Regions from separate parts of the Mus musculus genome. Here region 2 is linked to region 1. Evidence: chromatin contacts called from public promoter capture Hi-C data. All regions are on one chromosome and are shown on one strand. The core of a region is the stretch at or near the end of the contact, and the rest is flanking DNA. Distances in the headings are between cores, read along the strand shown. Region 1 overlaps Macf1 (microtubule-actin crosslinking factor 1). Region 2 overlaps Macf1 (microtubule-actin crosslinking factor 1).

Region 1 (3,532 bases), core at 61-2,560:
GACTAGATAAATTGTCAGAAAATATAAGAACATAGAAATTTTCTTCTCTGAAATTTTCATCAAATTTTTTAATGTCCCAGTTGATCATGGCATGTCAGCTCTCCAACTTCCAAAATGCTGCCATCATCTTATCTTGGCTCTTCTGATTAGTAAGAGGTGATGGTCTCTACTCAGTTGGGATTCACTGATGTGCTGTACTCAAAAGAGCTCAGATCCCACCATTTTCATTTTAAAGTCAATTCTAAAGCAAAGAACTTAAATGCATTAAGTTTGTGGAACAAGCCGTGGAGCATCTGAGATCTCCTGCTCAGTCAGTCTCACAAACTTCTACCACATACAGCTGTGACATGGCATGCATGTTGTACTTTCCCCTAGGCTTTTCTGGCTGAATTGGAACAGAATTCCCCTAAAATTCAGAAAGTAAAGGAAGCCCTGGCTGGATTACTGAAGACCTATCCCAACTCACAAGAAGCAGAAAACTGGAAGAAAATGCAAGAGGACCTCAGTAAGTCATCACAGAGATGTTTTATTCTTAAAAGATCCAGTTTCAGGGCCAGAAAGATGGCTCAGCAGTTAAGATCACTGGCTGCTATCCAAGAGAACCTGAGTTCTAATTCCCAGCACCCACATGGTGGCTCACAACTGTCTGTATCTACAGTTCTAGGGTATAAGACACACATGCAGGCAAAACAGCAATGCACATACAATTAAAATACATAAATTAGGTTTTTTTAAAAAATCTTATCTCCAAAGCAAATTGGAAATGTTAGTACACCCTAAAAAGCTGGAATTATTTTCAATTAACTTTTTTAAGGAAGCAAAAGGCCTGTCTGTCTAGGACCAGATAATGACCTGAACAGGGGAGATTTTAGAAATTCAAGTCAAGAGCAATCTGGCTTTCTAGGACAAGTCAAACTGATAGTCTACTCTGATCAGAAGCTAACGGAGTATTGGGGATAAAAATGAAAGTGGGAAGTAATGACCCATTCCTTGAATCCCAGCACTCAGGAGGGAGTAGTGGGTGGATCTCTGTGAGTGCAAGGCAAAAGGGGTGTGGGGGAGGAGGGGAGCTTCCACAGTTTCATCACCTGCAGCTTCTTGTCACTACCAGTCTAATGAACATATAGAACTATTTGTATTACTTTAGTTTTTAAATGTTTTTAAGTTATTTTTAATTTTTAAAAATGTTAAATAATGGCTCATGTGTCGTTTCCTGTAGAATATAAGGAGTACAGCTTAGGGACCAAGCCAAATGCATTCTCTCATTTCCTCTCAACAGATTCCCGATGGGAAAAGGCCACCGAGGTTACTGTGGCTCGCCAAAAGCAGCTAGAGGAATCTGCAAGCCACCTGGCCTGCTTCCAGGCTGCAGAGTCCCAACTCCGCCCCTGGCTGATGGAGAAGGAGCTGATGATGGGAGTTCTTGGTCCCTTGTCTATTGACCCCAACATGTTGAATGCCCAGAAGCAGCAGGTCCAGGTGAGCAAAGTTGATTAATGCCTGAGCAAAGTAATCTGGGTTTCAATGCTACTCTCAGCATGTAGATTTGATTATTTCACTTTTCTCAGTTTAATAAGATTGTATTTGTGAGATTTTATCAAGATGTTCATCAAGTAATAAACAGAACAGAACTCTTAATAATATCATTAACAGGCAGTAAGCTCAATGAATTTAAAAATGGGGGACGTTTCCTGAGTAAATTAAATTCATACCTTACTTTTAATTCTCAGTAGTACGTGTGCACATTACTTAATATATTTGTATCTGTCTGCAGCTGATTAAGCAGAGAAGTCATTTCCTGTGCAAGCTTGCCTAGAGCCTTTGCTCTGCTCTGCCCCTTTCTCTATACCTGTTACTTGCTCCCTTCTGCCTTGTTCTCCAAGATCAGGTCTAAGAACAGTATTTGAAGGAGCTTTTTCTTTCAGCCTTACATGTGTCCTAATCTACCTACAAATACTGCTCTAATCCATTGTTTGTCCATGTTTGTTTGTTTAATTTTGTCTTATGTGTAAGGATGTTTTGGTACGTTCCTGTCTGTCCATATGTGTGCCTAGTGTCTGTGGAGTCCCTAAGAGGACATCAGATTCCCTGAAACTGTAGTTACAGGTTGTAAGCCACCATGTGGCTTCTGGGAAATGAACTCAGGACCTCTGGCAAAACAATCAGTGCTCTTAACCATTGAACCATCTCTCTAGACCCTTGGTTGTTTTGTTTGTTTGGTTGGTTGGTTTTTGTTTTTCTCTTAAAAATTACTGAGAATCTTAACCACTTCGGGCCCCCAAATTATTGAGAATCTTACAGAGCTGTCTTGTATTTATTTATTGATATTTACTGATATTCTATCAAGTCAGTAATTTTAATATATATTCATTATTTAATTTTTAAATAATGCTAAAACCACCACTTTAAGTACCAGATTCAATCTGTAATCATTGGGTAGATTCTGTAAAACCACAGCAGACGTCCATTAGGGAATAAGAACTTGTTTTGGGGGTGGAGAGATGGCTCAGTGGTTAAAAGCACTGACTGCTCTTTCAGAGGTCCTGAGTTCAATTCCCAGCAACCACATGGTGGCTCACAACCATCTGTAATGAGATCTGATGTGTCTGAAGAGAGCAATGGTGTACTTATATACAATAAATAAATAAATAAATAAATAAATAAATAAATAAGTAAATAAATCATTTTAAATTAAAGACATTAAAAAAAAAGAACTTATTTTGTTGAGACAGGGTCTCACTCTGTAGCATAGGTTGACCTTGAGTTTACTATGTTGCCCAAGCAGGCCTCAGGCTTGCAGGTAATCCTCCTCCTTAAGCTTCCTGAACGATAGACTGACTATAAGAATGTATTGCAATGTCATGCCCGAATATGAAAACAAGTACTTTAAAAGACAAAACCATCCTACTATTATGAAAATAGTGATTCCCTGGACTCTGAAAGGGCCTAGGCACTCTAACATATTTGTGAACCATCCTTTGAGAACTTCTCCATTCTCTGTGAAAATTTAATCTGTAGACTATGACCTGAGAACAGCCTCCCAATTGCTGACACAATTACATACAGTTTCCATACCTGTGTATATTCAAAAGCTCAGTGTCTCTTGGCGACCTGTTAAACAGTCTAAGCTTTTGTTCAGTGTTGTGTGTCAGGTCTTTTACAGTCTGGCCCTAGCATGTTTTGCCAGCTTCATTTATTAGGCACCTTTGCTAATCCTAGGCCCTCCATGAGGCACCCTTCACTAGTCCTGCTCCCTGCTCTGTTTGGAGTAGTCCTAGTCATTCTTTTTTAAGTGAAGCAGGGACATGTGTGCCACCACACACATGTGGAGGTCAGAGGACACCTTCAGAAGTTGGTTCTTGGGGGCTGGAGAGATGGCTCAGCAGTTAAAAGCACTGACTGCTCTTCCATAGGTCCTGAGTTCAGATCCCAGCAACCACATGGTGGCTCACAACCATCTGTAATGGGATCTGACACCCTCTTCTGGGGTGTCTGAAAACAGCTACAGTGTACTCACATGTAATAATAAATC
Region 2 (3,591 bases), core at 14-2,513, 130 kb before region 1:
AGTTTACTGTATTTCGACAGATGAGAGAAAATTATAATACGTAGAACACTTCCAGAACCCCACAGCTTTCTTGAGCCAGCTCTTGTAGTGCGCCCCATCTCTTTTGCTTTTATCTATTGTTTTCCTATTGTATGTAGCCTTTTGTGTTTGATTTCTCTCACATGTAGACATACAATACTTGAATGTATTCCTAACTTTCTTTTTATTGCAGAGAAGTGGTTCTGTGTATGGACACACTACACTTTGATTAAAAGTTCACCACTTAATAAATTTGAGTTATTATCTTGTATAGTGTTGGTAATTTAACATTCATATACAGATCTCTGTGTGGGCCTTTCTTTTCATTTTGTGTGATTGTTCTCAGCAAGTTTGCTTGTATTTGAATGGTTAACTTCATAAGCATTTGACTAACTCTTTTCTGAAGTAGTTCTTGTAGTTTATCCCTCCCCAGTCCTTGCCAGAACTTGGAATAATTGCATTTTTTCATTTGAGCCAATCTGGCTTTCTTTCAGTAGTGGTAAGGATTCAGTAGCTGTTACAGTACCCACATCAGGTCTATAAGCAGGCCCTGGTTTTGTGGAAGATTTGGTTTTCTGCTCTCTTTTAGTTCTTGATGTCCATCCCATACCCCCTGACCCTGCTGATGGAAAGTTTTATTTAGTTTTTTGTTTTTTTTTTTCTCCGTAACCCCTAAAAAGTGCCAGGCTGTACTTGTGGAGCCGCTTGCTCCCCTGATACCCAGTGCTCCCTCCGCTCTGTGAGATGGGGTCTGTGGACTCTTCTCTAGTTTGGGCTGTGGAAGGTTGCGCTCTGGCTGTGCCAAGGCTCTTGTATACTTTGCCTCCTCCCTGCTAGAGTTTCTCCAGTGCTTCTGTGACTCTTTTCTTCTGGCTACATCCTGAAGTCTGGCATTCCAATCAGTCAGAGAATGGAAAGTTCAGAGTGTGACGTCCTCTGGTCCTCTGACACCCTCCCCTCTTGTAGAAAGGTCTGAGGTTTGTTTAAGCTGACCAGAGGATGCCAAAGATAGAGGTTTGAGTCAGCTCTACACTGACTTTGGCCTCCTTCTCACTCTTCTTCCTCCTTCCCTTCCCCCTCCCCCGCCAACCAGTTGCTTTCTGGGCTTTGTCTGAGACACACTGTAGTTTTAGTCCCAGTAGTTTGCTGCAAAAAGCGCAGAGTCGAGATGGAAGAAGCTGCCAGGAAGTTTCTGACCACATTAAGCCTGGGCATCTGCCTCTGCCGCTGAGCTGATAGTAAGGGGCAGCATAAGCTCAGGAGAAAGGCATCCCGAGGCAGCCCTGGGCTCCGCCTGTGTGCCCGTGTGAGGCTCACTAAAGGAGGAGAAAGAGCAGGCCTGGAAATGCCTCTTTTAGATTCATCTTATTTGCCGCCAACCCTCTTTATTTTGACTCACATTCTTGGAATTGCTGGTATTCTGTACTGGAAGAGCTGTGCCAGAGACAGAGCAGGTAACTAAGTGGTGCCTCCCTTCTTGAATCTTCTGTGGGGCTCTTAGGGTGGGGTAAAGCGGGGAGATCTTCCCACTTGATTGCTTGCTTTAAAGGGCCAGTGCACCCTTCAGCTGTTGTGCTGTCAGGGGATGGAGGGGAAAGACACAGGGAGAGGGGAGGGAGAGGGAGAGAGGGAGAAAAGGAGAGGGGGAGAGGGGGAGAGAGGGAGAGGGAGAGGGAGAGGGAGAGGGAGAGGGAGAGGGAGAGGGAGAGGGAGAGGGAGAGGGAGAGAGAGAGAGAGAGAGAGAGAGAGAGAGAGAGAGAGAGAGAGAGGGAGGGAGAGAGAGAGAGGGGGGGGGGGAGGGAGGGAGGGAGGGAGGGAGGGAGGGAGGGAGAGCGCGAGCCCCGAGCTCAAGCCAGTCAGTCAGACTCCTTCCTGTTCTTGTGACACTGGCTGAGGGCCTGGGTAGATGAGATGATGACTGGTTTCGCTGTTGAAGGGAAGTGCCCATTGCTCTAGTGTCCTGCCTCGGAGGATTAAGGCCTTCCTTCCTTTGCTTTCTCAATCACCGAATGGAGTTTTGGAATCCGTTGCCTTCTGAAGTGTGGGATGGGTGTAGGCAAAAGAGGAGGGTGGTTACAAGGGAAGGGCTGTGTGGCCTCCTTTCTGGGGTACATTCTGTGTTGCTCTTTGATGCAATTGTTACTGCTCCTTCCTGGGGCTATACCTAAGCCACAAGTGTTAGGAAGCTGGTGGTTGTTTTGTCCCCAGGAAATCAGACTCTGATCATTGTGGCACTGGAGCTTTGGAGATCCCTCTGTTCCTTATGCTGTCCTCCATGCTTTCTGACTGCCAACTGTCAGGACCAGCCCCAAGTACACCTGGCTCTAAGTGGCTGTGTGTGAGGACTATAGGTATACTTGTCCTGGAGGACACCCTTGGATTTCAGGCTTTTAATATTGTCACTGATAACCTTCTTCTACTTAGGTACTTGTTACTGGTCTCTTTAAGCTAAGACAGGGCTTGATGACCTATTACTTATATTTCTATGAAAAGTTCACCAATGCTTGACAGAATTAGAATTAGACCCTGTTGATTCCCCAGTGTCCTTTTCTGGTTAAGTCCCAGAAAAGCTGTTGGCTAAGTATTCAGGTTCACTGTGTGGCTCTATCAGCAGAAACAGAGGCAGACATTTACAATTATGTATGTGTGCTTGTATGGTGCTATGTTTAAGGGGCAGCCCAAAGTGACATGCTTGTATTTGAGCTTGTATTAGAAAGAAATGGGTGGCTGGGCCAGTGACATGCATCTGGAGTACTAGAGCTAAGAAAGCTAAAGCTGGGAGATCTCGAGGGAATCTATGTAGTGAGCCTTTGTCTCAAAATAACCACAGATGCGGGCTTAGCCTAGTATAAGCCCCTGGGTTCAGTCTGAAAATCAGAAAGAAAAGGGTAGGCAGTGTTTGAATCTATGATTTGTCATTTATAAAATGAAGATGACATTTAGATAGAGTCTGCAGTTTTCCTTTCTAGTGCATTATAGGAATGAGATTGGTTAATGGCTTTAAAGTTTATCTTCAGTATAGAATGTTTTATGGGATTTAAGAGCCATTGACTCCCTTTTAAGTGCTTTGTTTTTATGTTTTAAAATATTAACTTTACAAACAACAATGAAGTACATTGAAATTAAAAGAATATAAATGCTTTATAAGCCTTTTATTAAGTGAAGTGGCTTTGATATTAATGCCTGTACTGAGAATGCACTGCAGTGGATTTGTCCTTAGAATTAGATGATGATGGCTGTTAGTTGGAAACAGTGGCTACCAAGCCATCCACGCACACACGTAGAGGATTCTGGACCGATCTTATTAGCATTTCAATTTCAATGTGCATTTTGTCTGTTGAGATGTGTTTTGAAAATAATGTGTATATTCTAATTATTGCTTACCAAATGGAGATAACCAGAATAAAAATTATTCACTATTTCTCATATTTGTATTGCTCATAAAAATATACATAATAAAAATATAAAAATTCTCATTTTCTAGCTCTGTCTCTGGTTGAAAATTTAAAACCCTCCTGCTTCAGCCTCCTAAGTGCTGGATTGTAGGCATGTGCCACACATCTTATGGAATAT

Evidence for each region. Capture Hi-C pulls out chosen DNA fragments and counts their contacts.
Region 2: a promoter capture Hi-C map of adipose tissue shows a contact between it and region 1. The contact joins two enhancer-like sites. A contact is called at or near these places in 1 of 484 Hi-C or Micro-C datasets (muscle stem cells), 2 of 115 datasets of contacts at active chromatin or transcription factors (bone marrow-derived macrophages and extraembryonic endoderm stem cells) and 2 of 9 other capture datasets (adipose tissue and liver).

What each region holds. Positions count from the first base shown.
Region 1 is chr4:123,436,414-123,439,945 of GRCm38.p6, reverse strand. Macf1 (microtubule-actin crosslinking factor 1) reads left to right here. Exons shown (of 98, transcript NM_001199136.1): 54 at 376-505; 55 at 1,280-1,479. Among named protein-coding and RNA genes, the nearest start is that of D830031N03Rik, 26 kb to the right of the region's middle. Within about 2 kb of position 1,310, at least 6 of the 459 cell types and tissues checked have an H3K27ac peak or open chromatin away from gene starts, as enhancers often do. A contact at or near this core is called in adipose tissue, where this site is marked.
Region 2 is chr4:123,570,498-123,574,088 of GRCm38.p6, reverse strand. The region is part of intron 1 of Macf1 (microtubule-actin crosslinking factor 1); the gene reads left to right. Among named protein-coding and RNA genes, the nearest start is that of Gm31156, 20 kb to the right of the region's middle. Within about 2 kb of position 1,263, at least 348 of the 459 cell types and tissues checked have an H3K27ac peak or open chromatin away from gene starts, as enhancers often do. A contact at or near this core is called in adipose tissue, where this site is marked.